2 separate regions of the Mus musculus genome follow, and region 2 is linked to region 1. A link is a contact called in public HiChIP or PLAC-seq data. All regions are on one chromosome and are shown on one strand. The core of a region is the stretch at or near the end of the contact, and the rest is flanking DNA. Distances in the headings are between cores, read along the strand shown. Region 1 overlaps Mideas (mitotic deacetylase associated SANT domain protein). Region 2 holds the start of Ptgr2 (prostaglandin reductase 2).

The links. HiChIP or PLAC-seq counts read pairs in DNA pulled down with a chosen protein or histone mark.
Region 2: an H3K27ac HiChIP or PLAC-seq map of microglia shows a contact between it and region 1, with 6 times the contacts expected there. The contact joins the promoter of Ptgr2 here to the enhancer-like site in region 1. A contact is called at or near these places in 1 of 39 promoter capture datasets (neural stem cells), 6 of 15 datasets of contacts at CTCF or cohesin (CD8 T cells, the G1E-ER4 cell line, the NIH/3T3 cell line and 2 more), 39 of 484 Hi-C or Micro-C datasets (8-cell embryo, B cells, the BV-2 cell line and 22 more), 40 of 115 datasets of contacts at active chromatin or transcription factors (the 230-238 cell line, CD8 T cells, DN3 thymocytes and 27 more) and 3 of 9 other capture datasets (adipose tissue, liver and pancreatic islet).

What each region holds. Positions count from the first base shown.
Region 1 is chr12:84,171,948-84,178,658 of GRCm38.p6, reverse strand. Mideas (mitotic deacetylase associated SANT domain protein) reads left to right here. Exons shown (of 13, transcript NM_001163501.1): 2 at 4,236-5,905. The coding sequence starts at 4,481. Among named protein-coding and RNA genes, the nearest start is that of Gm40475, 12 kb to the right of the region's middle. RefSeq lists an enhancer at 1,916-2,968. Within about 2 kb of position 2,903, at least 414 of the 459 cell types and tissues checked have an H3K27ac peak or open chromatin away from gene starts, as enhancers often do. A contact at or near this core is called in the 230-238 cell line, 8-cell embryo, B cells and 47 more, where this site is marked.
Region 2 is chr12:84,282,148-84,288,858 of GRCm38.p6, reverse strand. Ptgr2 (prostaglandin reductase 2) reads right to left here and starts at 3,563. Exons shown (of 10, transcript NM_029880.3): 1 at 3,383-3,563.

The DNA.
Region 1 (6,711 bases), core at 1,654-4,153:
TTGGGGCCCGGTAGGTGCTTCAGACTTCCCCCCAAGGCAGCCTCTCCAGTGCTCAGAGACATGGCTTGCTTGCTTCAGGTTAAGGTCTTGTAGGGTTCCCTGTCTGTATTTTACTTGTTCTCGGTTGAGACACCAAGCTCTGACTTCCCTGCGTCCTTGAGGGGACCAGGGTATGTGTGTGTGTGTGTGGGGGGGGGGGCAGGTATATATAATGTCAATACTCAGAGGGTAAGGTAAGAGGGTCCAGAGTTCAAGGCTAGCCTGAGCTAATAAAATAGTTTGGAGTAGGACTGTTTGGCCCTCTAATGGCTAGGAGGGTTTTCTAGCTGGTTATTACCTCCAGTTCAGAGTTGAGCCACTGTGACCCTGGACCAGGCTGGGCACCTCCTCCCTGGTGTCTGTGACTCACAGCAGTCTTGTGTCTCAGATGAACAAATCGAATGGCCCAGGTGTCTGGTGAGTGGCCCAGTCAGTCTCTCAGTGGCCATAACTGGTTCTCCTCCCTTGTTGAAGGGTTCAATAAATTCTCCTGGGTGGGCTAGCCATATAGTTGGGCATGTGTGGTCTGTTATGTCACTTGAAAAGCTGACATACCTTTAGAGTATAGTGATCATTAACACAGTGTACACCCAAGGACTTTCTAGAACCTTCTAACATGTCTCTGAAGCCCATATGTGGGTTCAGCACTACTCTCTCTTTCTTGGTGCACCCTGTGTTTTCTTTTTCTTTCTGTAGAAAAAAATGCATTCCACCAAAGAGCTTTCTGTGACCTCCCTCTGGTCCCAGGCCACTGATAAATGACACTGGCTTTGTTTTTCAGCCTAGGGCTCCCTGTGGTGCCCTGGTCAGAGATTGGTTGCTGTGGAGAGGCTCCTAGAGGAAGACCAGAGAAACATAGGCCGGCAAAGTGGTTGCAGTGTCTGGCTGTGGGTTTCCTTCTGCTGTGATCTTGTATCTGTTGTCAGAGGCCTTGCCTCTGGTCCCAGGGGTTCCTCCTTACATCTTCTTGATCCTTGGGCATTTGCCCCATTGGCTGGCAAGTCTTTGGAGCAGGTGGCTTCCTTCTTCCTCACTGGAAGGTCAGACCTGCTTACAGCTGAGGGGCTGAGGAGAGGGAGGGAGGGACAGTCAAAAAGAGAGGAAGTGGCTCAGTGCCAGAGCAAGGGTGGGAGGTACACTCCCTCCCACCCCTACTCTGAGAGCTCAAAGCCCCACCACAGCAGACCAGAAGTGCCAGGGTTAGAGAACCTAGGTTTGAGGTGGGCCCGCCTAGCCAGTACAGATGTCACGACTCCTGCAGCTGGACCTGATACTTGCCTCCTCTTTGTGGCGAGGCTCCTTCCCTGCTTCTCTGGAGATTGAGGGTCTCAGTCATGTTTAAAGAGGGTGGGAGAGGGTTGCTTCTGGCCAGAGCTAGTGAAGAGCAGTGTCCAGCAAGCCCTGACCTAAGGAAAGGTAAGTGTATGGGGCCTAAGATCAGACTGGTGTGTGTTGAGGATTTCATCTTGTGTGTGACATGCCTGGCTTCAAGTCCTGGTGACATAATCATGTGTGACTGTAGGCAAATTACCTTGTTCCTGTAAGCCTTATCTAGCTTACCTACAAAATGGGAGTTAAACTATTGGTGCTTGATACAAGGCTTTAAAAAATACAAAGTACTTTGGACACTCTTGACACAGACAAGCCGGCTACATTGTTATTATTAGGGCTACTTAGAGCTTGGCTGCCATGGTGGTCCTTCCAGCTTCCTCTTCTCTTAGGCCTGCACGTTTGCCTCCTGCTTGGCAGGCCAGGGAGTTGTGGGGATTTCTGCAGCAGGAAGCTTATGGGGTGATTCCACCGTTCCCCAAACCAGCCTCTTGTTCAGAGCAAGTCTCCCCTATCATGGTATATGCTGAGTTGATGGGCTCTCCCTGGTGTGCAGGGTAGGAAGAAAAACAGCTTGATCCACCCTCAGATTTAATCTCCCCTGCTACCGCACACACCCATGGGCAAGAGCTTCCATATTCTGGAGCTCCGGACCCAGACTCCGCCTTCTGCCCTCTAAACCCCCAAGCCGGGCACTGAATAGCCATCCCCTGCCTAGGCCCCCTCTGACAGGAACCTGTCTGCACGTGCACCCATGCCTGCCTGCCACGTGGGCCTTCCCCTGTTGCAGGCCCCCAAAGCCCATGCTGTGACTCCCAGGCGACAGGCATCCTGAGTGCCTGTGAGCATCCCTGAGCTTGCAGCTCCCTAGAGGCACGTGGCCTGCTGGGCTTCCCTCTGTCCTGTCTCCTCCCTGCCTTTTTTTTTTCTTCCTCTGCCTTGCTGCGCGCACACACACACACACACACACACACACACACACACACACACGTATTTCTAGTTTTGCCAGGCTTGGGTCTCCCTCGGAGAGGTGGAACTCGAAGTCCCACCCTTCAGCTTCATCATGGAGGCCCCAGGGGATTTTCCATCTCTGGCTGGCTTTCAGTTCTCTGTTGTGAATTGGTCTGGCTACCCAAGGAAGGGGGTTTAAAAAGCATGAGAAAGATTTGTTCAAAGAGGGTCTCCAGCCCTGAGCGCTTGTCCAAATCCTTCCCTTCCTGCTGGTGCTAGGGTGACTCAGTGTCCTCAGTCCGTCTGTCCCTGCGATTTCCACAAATGAAAACAAAGGAGTGCACGGACTTAGAGCTCTCTCGCCGTTCTCCTGGGCTAAAGCTCGCGCTGTCTACCAGGCCCAGGAGCTGAGGAAGGAAATGGTGGAGGAAGTTGCTCCCCTTCTGGGTGCTGGGTGAAAGTGAAAGAAAGGGAGGGGGCCTCCAGTGAGTCAAGCGGCCAGGCTGGCAGGCAGGCAGGCCAGTCCGGGAGGGAGCCCGGGCTGGAGCTGCGGAAACGTGCGGAGCAGCGATAGCACGGAGAGCCTGGGAGGAGAACCGGGGCTCGGTGTGGGCGGGGCTTCTCGTGGGCAGGACTTATGACGCCAGGTCTGTTCTTTGCTGCTGGTTTTCTGGGAACTGCCCCACCTGCTATCATAATCTCTGTGGTATCTGAGCCTACCAGGATCTGCAGATTCATCCTTGCCCACCTCTAGCCTTTCCACCTTAGTGACCCAGGGTCAGAGTCTTGGCAAAGAGGTGGGCTTGTATACCTCCTACTCTTACCAACTTCCCAGAGGGAGACAAACTAACTAAACAAATAAACAAAATTTTATCTGAAGAACAAAAACTTAACAACACAGCAAGCAGCTATGCATGTTGTAAAATACAGGCCTGGATTCTATTCTGTAGCAATGTCAGTGTAACTGTCACTTTAGACATCAGCTTAGAGTGGGGTGGGGAGTCTGGCTCACTTGTTCAACATGTGCTTAGCATGAATAAAGCCCCTATCCCAGCAACACCATCCTCAAAATATGGCAAAGCAAAACAACTGAACACTTTCCATCATAGGCAGTCTCGAGGGCCTGAGGTCTAGAACTCTGCACCGTTCCTATTTGAGTTAGACTCTGCTCTGGCTAGGCACTCTTTAACAGTGGAGGGGACGGCGGTGGTAGCCAGCAACAGCTGCTGACCAGCTACTAGACTAAATTGGGCCCACATCCAGCCAGGGTTGCAAAACAGGTTCTGTGTTAGTTTGAGAAAGATTTCAGCAGCCAGAGCCCCACCCAGCAACTCTTCCCAGGGGTGGGGCCTCACCTACGTGCTTCGGCATAAAAGGCTGCAAGCCTAACTCTATGGGCCCTGTGGGCTTTGCAAGAGCCTGGTGTGACAGAGGATGGGTGGCTATGCTGGGAATAGTCCCTGTCCCCTAACTTGCTCTTCTTTAGGTGGAGGGGAGCAGTGACCTTAGGGGAATTCTTCTGGGTCTGGAGCTATTGTGTAGACAGTCATGTGGGAAGGAACAGACCTGGGCTGCACTGTGCCCCAGCCTAGTTTATAGTTTAATAGGACAAGGTTCTCAGTTTGGCTTTTGCTTTCCCTTTTCCCCGTTTGACTTGGAGCTTAGGCAACATGTCAGCCCCACTTGGCCCCTTGGTCTGTGTCTTTAGAGGGTTCCGAGTTACACAACCAAATGCAGCAGACGAGAGTCTAGCCAGGAGGTGGTGGGACAGGAAGAGCGAGGACACCTGATCCTGCTGTCTTGCTGGCAGCTGCCCCATGATCCCTGGCCCCCATGAGTGACTTGAGGCAGGGGGACACTGGTGCTCATATCTAGGGGTCACGTGGCTAACACTGTCACTGGTTTTTCCTCTGCAGGCTCCAGGACCTGGCACAGGCAGGCATCATGATTAGGGAAGTGTAGCTGAGCGCAAGAGCCTCCCTAGAAGAGGAAGGACCAGCGGACATTTCCTAGCTCTTGCCTGAAGGCTCCTGCGTTTTCCTCTGCCTCTCTTCTGCCCTCCCTGGCTACTGGACTGGGGCCAGGCTTCCAGCAGGACCTCCTACCAAGGGATGGGCAGCAGCTGAAGGACGTCTCACTGCCAGGCTTAGTCGGCCACACCATGAACCTCCAGGCCCAGTCCAAGGCTCAGAGTAAACGCAAGCGTTGTCCTTTTGGGGACCAGGAGCCAGCCGCCAAGGAACAGCCACCACCACTGCAGAGTCCACCACAGTCCCTCAGAGCTAAGGAGGAACAGTACGGGGCCCACGAAGGTCCCACAGGGGTGGCCTCCACCACCCAGCCTGTGGAGCTGTCTCCTCCTAACAACCTGGCTCTCCTGAACAGTGTGGTGTATGGATCTGAGAGGACCACGGCAGCCATGTTGTCCCAGCAGGCCCAAGTAAGCTCGGTAAAGTGGCCCAGCTCTGTGATGGCTCCAGGGCGGGGCCTGGAACGTGGCGGAGGTGGAGGCATCAGTGACAGTGGCTGGCAGCAGCAACCTGGCCAGCCCCCACCCCACTCCACGTGGAATCACCTGCCCCTCTACGGTGGACCCAAAGGGAGCCCTCATCCAGGTGTGGGGGTACCTCCCTACTATAACCACCCGGAGGCACTGAAGGGGAACAAACCTGGAGGTCCCCAGCTGGATCACTATGGAAACGCAGTGCAGCCCATGGTGCCACAGAAGGTGCAGCTGGAGGTGGGGAGGCCCCAAGCACCCTTGAACTCTTTCCATGCAGCCAAGAAACCCCCAAACCAGACACTGCCCTTGCAACCCTTCCAGCTGGCATTTGGCCACCAGGTGAACCGTCAGGTCTTCCGGCAGGGCCCTCAGCCCTCTAACCCCACCGCCTCCTTCCCACCTCAGAAGCAGCAGCAGCAACAGCAACCGGCAGCCCTGCCCCAGATGCAGCTATTTGAGAACTACTACCCCATGCATCAACTGCCTTCGCAACAGCACCAGGACTTTGGCCTGGCACCAGGTGGGCCACTGGGACAGACCCACCTGGCTCACCGCAGCATGGCCCCTTACCCCTTTTCCCACAACCCAGATATGAACCCAGAACTGCGCAAGGCTCTCCTGCAGGACCCTGCTTCACAGCCCGTGCTACCTCAGCCCCAGATGGCCTTCCCACGTCGCTCCCGCCGTCTCTCCAAGGAGGGAATTCTGCCTTCCAACTCCCTCGATGGAGCTGGCACCCAACCTGGGCAGGAGCCCGCGAGCAATCTGTTCCTTCACCACTGGTCTCTGCCGCAGCCACCGCCAGGCACCCTGGGGCAGCCCCATTCTGAAGCCCTGGGATTCCCGTTAGAACTGAGGGAGTCACAGATGCTGGCGGATGGGGACAGACTGGCACCCAATGGTCGGGAGCGGGAGCCTCCCGCCATGGGTAATGAGGAGGTCATGAGAGCAGGGGGCCTCGGGGACTGTGGACAGATGATACGAAGTGGGGTGATCCAGAGCACAAAACGGAGACGCAGGGTGTCCCAGGAGGCTAATTTGCTGACCCTGGCCCAGAAGGCAGTGGAGCTGGCCTCTATGCAGGTGAGAATGGGCGGCATCTGCTGCGGTAGTGGGGTGATGCGTATAGGTCAGGTTTTATTCAGTTATTTAAAGGAAATGGAAGCTCTTTATTCAGAGTACCCCTGCATGAGGCACCTGTACCCGCAGGGACGCTGAGGTTGCCAAGCACGGTGGTTGGTGGGTAGGAAAGTCCTTGTTGGCTTCTTCCCTTGGAACTTGAGGACTCGGAGAAGGGGGTGCTGAGAGCCAGCATTCTAAGAGGCAAGAGTGTACTGGTAGTTGCACATGATGCTTGTCAAAATGCATTAGCTATAATCTAGATGAGGAAGTCATGTTGCAATAAAGTTCTTTTTTTTTTTTTTTTTTTTAAGTCAGAAGGGAAGGAAGACCAATCAGACTTTGAGCACTTGTGTTAACCCTGGGTTTTAAATTTTATTTTATACTTGCTCAAAAGTAACTGATCATACGCAATAGCAAAGGTATGAATGTCACCTGCCCCAGGTTTCTGTAAGGAGCTGAGCCACTTAGGATAAACACCTCCCATTTGATCAGCATTAACTCTCTGCATCCTTAGAATCTGCAACCACTGTCACCTTTAGGCCCTGGCTGACACACAGGAGGCTACATAATTTTGAGTCTTTGCTCCAGCCAGATACCTGTGAGAAAATAGCTGCAAACCGCTCCCCACCCCCACTCCTTCATCTTGCCACAGCGAGATGCTTGGTTACATGCCGCACCCCATAGGCTAGATGCAACATCTGCAAGCCACCTGTGGACTGATGACCACCTGGAATCTGCTGCTTCAGGCCAGGGTGGCACAGCCAGGC
Region 2 (6,711 bases), core at 2,314-4,813, 110 kb before region 1:
ACCAAGCTGACCTCGAACTCAGAGAGACCTGCTTGCCTCTGCCTCCAGAGTACTGGGTTTAAAGACTTGCACCACCACACCCAGCCCCAACTCTGTTCTTAATCAATTATTAAGAAAGGACTGGAGAGATGGCTCAGCTATTAAGAGCACTTGCTGCTCTTGCATAGTGTATGGGTCAGTTCCTAACACCCGCTGGCTGCACCAGTTCCAGGGGATCAGTGCCCTCTTCTGGCCTCCCTAGGCACTACACATGCATTTGAGGCACAAACATGCCTGCAAACACGCAGGCATACAATAAATTTTCTAAAAATGATTTCAGACTGGAGCTTCAGTCTAGTAGGACACTTGCCTGGTATGTATGAGGTCCTAGGCTTGAAACCTGGGATCCAAACAGGTAAAAGAACCAAATGTCCGATGCTGGAAACGTTAGTAAGAGGTTTAGTAAGCCAGGCTGAAGACTACAGAAGCATCTCCACTCCTTTAGCTTCTCTAGCACACACACTGATAAGTCTCACTGATGGTGGCAGAAAAAATGGCCACCATCTGAGAATGGTAGTTACTCTCAAATTCACTCTTCCCTTTGGGATATAACTCATCAGGGTAAAACACTCTGCAGCCTTCCTTTAAAGAGAATCCCATTTCCATCCCACTTCACTCAAAACCCTTCAGGTAAGTTCCTCTGGCAACATAAATACTAGTTAACAGTAATTATGTAATGAATGACTATTAACAGAAGCAATAGCACAGGTAAGTCCTTACCCTCCAACATCTGGTGCTAAGTCAACCTGCCCGAATGCCTGCAGATGTTTTTACAGAGCATGACCAGAATTGGGACTTACGGCTCACACATCACATTTGGAGTCTCTCCTGGCTTTGCTTCTTCACTCTTTTGTCTGGAGAATGTACTGACTGGTTCCTCAGTGTAACCTGCCTTGTTCTTCTATTTTCTTCTCTTATTTGGAAATGATCAGTCGGTTTAGAGGACCGATGAGATTCAATCTCTCTCTCTCTTGCCAACTATTGGGGATTGCACCCAGCCCCTGGTCAATGCTTCAGATTGGGGTTGGGGGCAGGATGGGGTGGGCATCTATAAAGGCAGTGCTGTCTACATCTTATTCGTCACATCATTTAGTATAGTGGGGAGATATGGCTGCTAGGTGCTCAAATTCCTGAGTTCCAGCATGTCCCTTGTCACACCCTCCAACTGGGTGCAGACTCCAAGTGCATCTCTTTACACCCAGCCACAGATACTGCCTATGGAATCACCATGTATAGAAATCACATAAAAATTAAAAACCAAGTTTATTCAGCTACAACTGTCAGACTGTCCTTGAGTGGTTATTACCTGTACTGTGATGGCTAAATCTTCAATCAAAGGACTGCTGCCCAACTGCCTGAGTTTCTTTTCCTATTGCTGTGATAAAATACCCTGACAGGAGCAACTGAAGGCAGAGGAGACAAGGGTTATTTTGGCTACAGTTTAAGGGCACAGTCGTCATGGAGAAGTCACTCTGGGTGCTTGAAGCAGTCACTCACACCACACCAACAGTCAAGAAAAAGAACAACGAGGCTGTCGAGATGGCTCAGTGGGTAAGAGTACCAACTGCTCTTCCAAAGGTCCTGAGTTCAATTCCCAGCAACCACATGGTGGATCACAACCACCTGTAATGAGTGCGTCTGAAGACGGCTTCAGTGCACTTATTTATAATAATAAATGAGCAGAGCCAACCAGAGTGAACAGAGGTCCTAAATTCAATTCCCAGCAACCACATGAAGGTTCACAACTACAGTGTACACATATACATAAAATAAATAAGTCTTTAGGGAAAAAAAAAAAACCAGAACAAGGAATGCTGGTGTTCAACTGGCTTTGTCGTTTTTATTCAGTCCAGGACCCAAACCTAAAAAATCGTCCTACTCAGCCTTGGGGTGAATCTTCCCACCTTAGTCATCTTAAAATGAAGCCAATCCCTCATGGGTACACCTTGAACTTGTCTATTCAGTGATTTCTGATCCCCCCAAGTTGACAGTCAGTGTTAGGCATCACACGGTGACAGTTATCTGTTCTCCATTTTCAGCATTCTGCCTTATTTCTCTAGATACACATAACAGAGCCAGTGTGATGCCTCCCACCTGTAATTCAGCACATGGGAGGTAGAAGAGAGAGGAATGAGTTCAAAGCCAGACTTAACTACATAACAAAATTCAAGGCCAGAATTCTGGGATATGAGAGACCTTGTCTCGAAAACAAACAAACAAACAAACAAACAAAATCAACCATGACTTACTCACAGGTTCTCCATCTAAAATAAAGATCACATTCAAGACCTGAAGGGCAGTGGGTTAGGAGGCATCATAATGGAGGCAGAGCTGAGTAGACCTCAGTAAACCCCATTTGCTGTTAAATTAAAGTGGGTTTCTAATTGATTCGACCATTCTAAAATACCACCAAAAGATCTGGTTCAATGACAGTCATTAAAAATACGCCTTAAGCATCTGTGTAGCAGACTATTGTAAGGAAAAGCTCACTGAACTCACAAGGGCAAAGGACATGTTCTGTTTCTAGCTGGGTGGGACCTCGGAGGGGTCATATAGTTTATTTCCTGAATGTTTCCAGGCATCCCAGAACTGGGTGAGTTGACATGCTCTAGCATGGTAGCGTCTTACATTTGTAATCCCAGTTATTGGGCAGATGGAATACAGACGGCAAATTCAAGGCCAGCCTGGGCAAATTAGTGAGAACCTGTCCCAAAATAAAAATGAAAAACAGTCTGGCAATATAGCCCAGTAGTAAAAACCTCTTGCCCAGCATGCATAGGGGAGGTGGAAGGCTGATCTTGGACTCAATTCCCAATACAGAAGAAAATAAATTATTAATCAGCTTGCTTAAATACAACTCCGTCCTCAAACACCACCGCCATGAAGTTGCAAACATGCTATCCTTTTCACAGACGCCATACAGGGGCTGAATAACTTGTCCAAGGTCGCACAACTTATCCCCAATATCTTTTAATAAAACACACTTCCTGTTTAGCCGTACTTTGTTCAACCATTCTGCCACAAAGGGCTCTGCTGACCTTCCCTGTGCTGTCTATGCCATCGTGTGCAAATGTCCACCTCAGAAAGCCAACCTTCCTCTATGGCTCCCACGACTAACCACTTTCACAGAAATTACTAGTAATCTCACATTTTCAAGCCGACTTCCTGGATCCTCAGCACCAAGAGGATCAAAACCTCTTGGTGCTGAGGTTTTTCAACATGACATAAGTATACCCCTATGCGTGGCACACAGTAGGCGCTCAATAGATGTTCAAATCTGAAGCACCTCAAACACAGTCGCGCCCAAACTTCACCCTCGGAATTCTTACAAAACGGAGAGCACCTGTTACGGGGCATTCCCTAGTCTAGCGTCCCAAGCTATACCGCCGGTGTCGCCCGGAGCTCGAGGAGGACGCCCACAGGTCACCCTGGCTCGGCACTTCCTCCTTTTCTGCGGGCTTAATCCAGCTTCCGGTGCAGCGATACAGTGGCCCCCCTGCGTGTCTGTCAGTTTGAGATCTCGCGGGATTTGATGAACAGCGAAGGGTCAGCTGGCGGCACGACCTTAGCCCTAGGACCACACTGCGCAAGCGCAGGACTAAGCCGGCCTCCTTGCCCTCTCGTCTCCTAGGGCCGGGGTTTTGAAGTTCATACGCGATCCTTTGGTCCCCAAGGTTGGTGAGAATCACAGGATACGTTGCTAGTCTAGGCAAGGAGTATCCATAAGTTAACCTCATTAGGGCTCCGTGGCCGACCCCGCCTCCAGGACCAAGAGAGCAAATTAACTAATGACTTCAGATCAAGTCCCCTGTGTCCTCTTGTGCCCCCAGAGGTTGAACCCGCGTCCTGGCACGGTCTAGGCAGACGCCCTGACAGCCAGCCCCAGCCTCTGGAAGAAACTTGATTCATGTTAGATTCACTGAGTCTTAGGTTGGGGAATCACAGTGAGAAATAGCATCAAGTCTAACCCTTGTTTTGTAGGTGAACAAGCTGAGATCTAGAGGACTAAAGCAGCGGTTCTCAACCTTCCTAATGCTGTGACCCTCGTGCGTGGTGACCCCCCCAACCATAAAATTATTTTCATTGCTACTTCATAATTGTTATTTTGCTATTGTTTCGACCCGTAATGGAAATGTTTTCCGATGGTCTAAGGGGACCCCAAGAAGCTAGAAACTCATGGTTTGAGAACCACTTGACTAGTCACTATCGGGTGTGGTTTGTTTCTAGAATAACTTGGGATCTCCAGGAACTGCAAACCCTAACGGACTTAATCAAGCGGCTGTAGGAATCGCCCTTAGCACTGTATTCCAGCAAGGGCTAATCGCGGAGCTCTAACTCTGGTATAAAGAGTAGCTGAAAAATACCAGTACCGCCGGCAAATGGGCAGCCATCAGATGGACTGGAGGCCCGGGTAACAGAACATCTGAACATTTTCACTTCGTTTGGAAAACTTGAAGAATGGGGTAGGAGACTGTTACCACATTCCAAATAACTTTCCAGCAGGATCTGATCTCTTGGTGGTCAGCTGAGTGAACCAGAGAAAGAGGAAACGCTCAAAAACAATAAAAGTGATAGCAGAAAACAGAGGGAGACTATAGATTACATCTAAAACTCAAAGAGAAGAAACTTAGTTTGGGCCCTTTTTGATGTGAAGTCCCCTTTTCTCCAGGTCTCAGATGTTCAAAAACTGCATGGAGGAGTTCAGGTTTATTTATTTTCCTCCCTTCTGAATTTTCTCTTCACACTAAGGGTTACAGTCGTTTGTATGACTTGAGTTGTACCATGTATCATATGGGTATTTTTTTCCTGATATGGTTTTATTTTTATTTTTTGTGGTGTGGTGTGGTGCGGTTTGGTTTGCATCACGGTGCCGCTACATAGGCCTGGGTATCCTGGACCTCACTCTGTAGGCCAGGCTGGCCTAGACTCAAAGAGATCCACCTGCCTCTCCCTTCTGAGTGCCTGGACTGAAGGTGCCAGCACTGGCTTTGGTTTTTATTTTCAAGGTTGCGGCCACTGCCATTTTACTAATGTGGAAATGGAGATTAATCACTCAAGCGCCAAGATGAAGGAACTAAACGTAAAGGAACAAGTCCCCAAATGAGAGCAAATACGTCCTTCTGTTTCTGCCTTTGCTGTGAGTTCAGGATCCCCTTCTCTTCCTTCTCTGCAGCTTTGCGTTGTCTCTCATCCTTTAACCGGTGCCAGAGATAAATGTTTTCCAGACTTAACTTGAGGGAGGTGCCAACCTTTCTCCCCCCAACCTAATGCAAACAAACTGTGGCACAGTCTGCGTCCCTCGCCCCAACATTCCTACTAAATATAAGCATTTAATCTGATAGGTTTATGTAATCGTTTGCTAAATGACCTTTTAAACTACAATGACTCCATTTGAATTCCTGTGAAGTCATCTCTTTCAGATTGCAAATTACTCAGGAGGAAGAATTAAAGTATGTCTAGCCTTCTTACTACATAGCCACTCCACGCAACAGAGATAATTTGGTGCTAAACAAATACATTTTCATGGAAGTGATAACTGTTCATAATGCCAAACCCAAACATAGATTCTAAAGAAATAACACACACGGGAGGTAAAAACCATACCTGCCTGCCTCTGCCTCTGCCTCTGCCTCTGCCTCTGCCTCTGCCTCTGCCTCTGCCTCTGCCTCTGCCTCTGCCTCTGCCTCTGCCTCTGCCTCTGCCTCTGCCTCTGCCTCTGCCTCTGCCTCTGCCTCTGCCTCTGCCTCTGCCTCTGCCTCTGCCTCTGCCTCTGCCTCTGCCTCTGCCTCTGCCTCTGCCTCTGCCTCTGCCTCTGCCTCTGCCTCTGCCTCTGCCTCTGCCTCTGCCTCTGCCTCTGCCTCTGCCTCTGCCTCTGCCTCTGCCTCTGCCTCTGCCTCTGCCTCTGCCTCTGCCTCTGCCTCTGCCTCTGCCTCTGCCTCTGCCTCTGCCTCTGCCTCTGCCTCTGCCTCTGCCTCTGCCTCTGCCTCTGCCTCTGCCTCTGCCTCTGCCTCTGCCTCTGCCTCTGCCTCTGCCTCTGCCTCTGCCTCTGCCTCTGCGATTAAGGGAGGAGTGGGGATTGTGTCATTGCTATTGCTGCATATAAATCATCCTCAAACTTGGTATCGTAAAACATGAGCATTTATTACTAGAGTTGTTAGGGGCAGAGCAGCACCTTTAATCCCAGCACACTGGACACAGAGGCAGGTGGATCTCTCTGAGTTTGAGGCCAGCCTGGTCTACAGAGTGAGTTCCAGGACAGCCAGGGATACACAGAAAAACCCTGTCTCAAAACACACACACACACACACACACACACACACACACACACACACACACACCAAAAAACCCAACAAGACAAAACAAACCCTTAAGGATCGATCAGCACATAAATGCCACCACAGGGACATCAGGGCATGAGCCTTCTTTGCCTGTGTTCACCCTCCGCAATTTTCAGGCTCCACCCCAACTGTACCCTCTGGCTAGATCCAGCCCTTTGTCCCTCTTTTGCTGGCCTGCCTGTGAGAAGCAGCTTTGGTTGACAGTATCCAAGCATGGATGTTGCTCTACTTGTAAGTCATACTTCCTTCAGCAGAGCTGCCTATTCTTTGTTTGGTTGGTTGGTTGTTTTTTCCAAGACAGGGTTTCTCTGTGTAGCCCTGGCTGTCCTGAAAC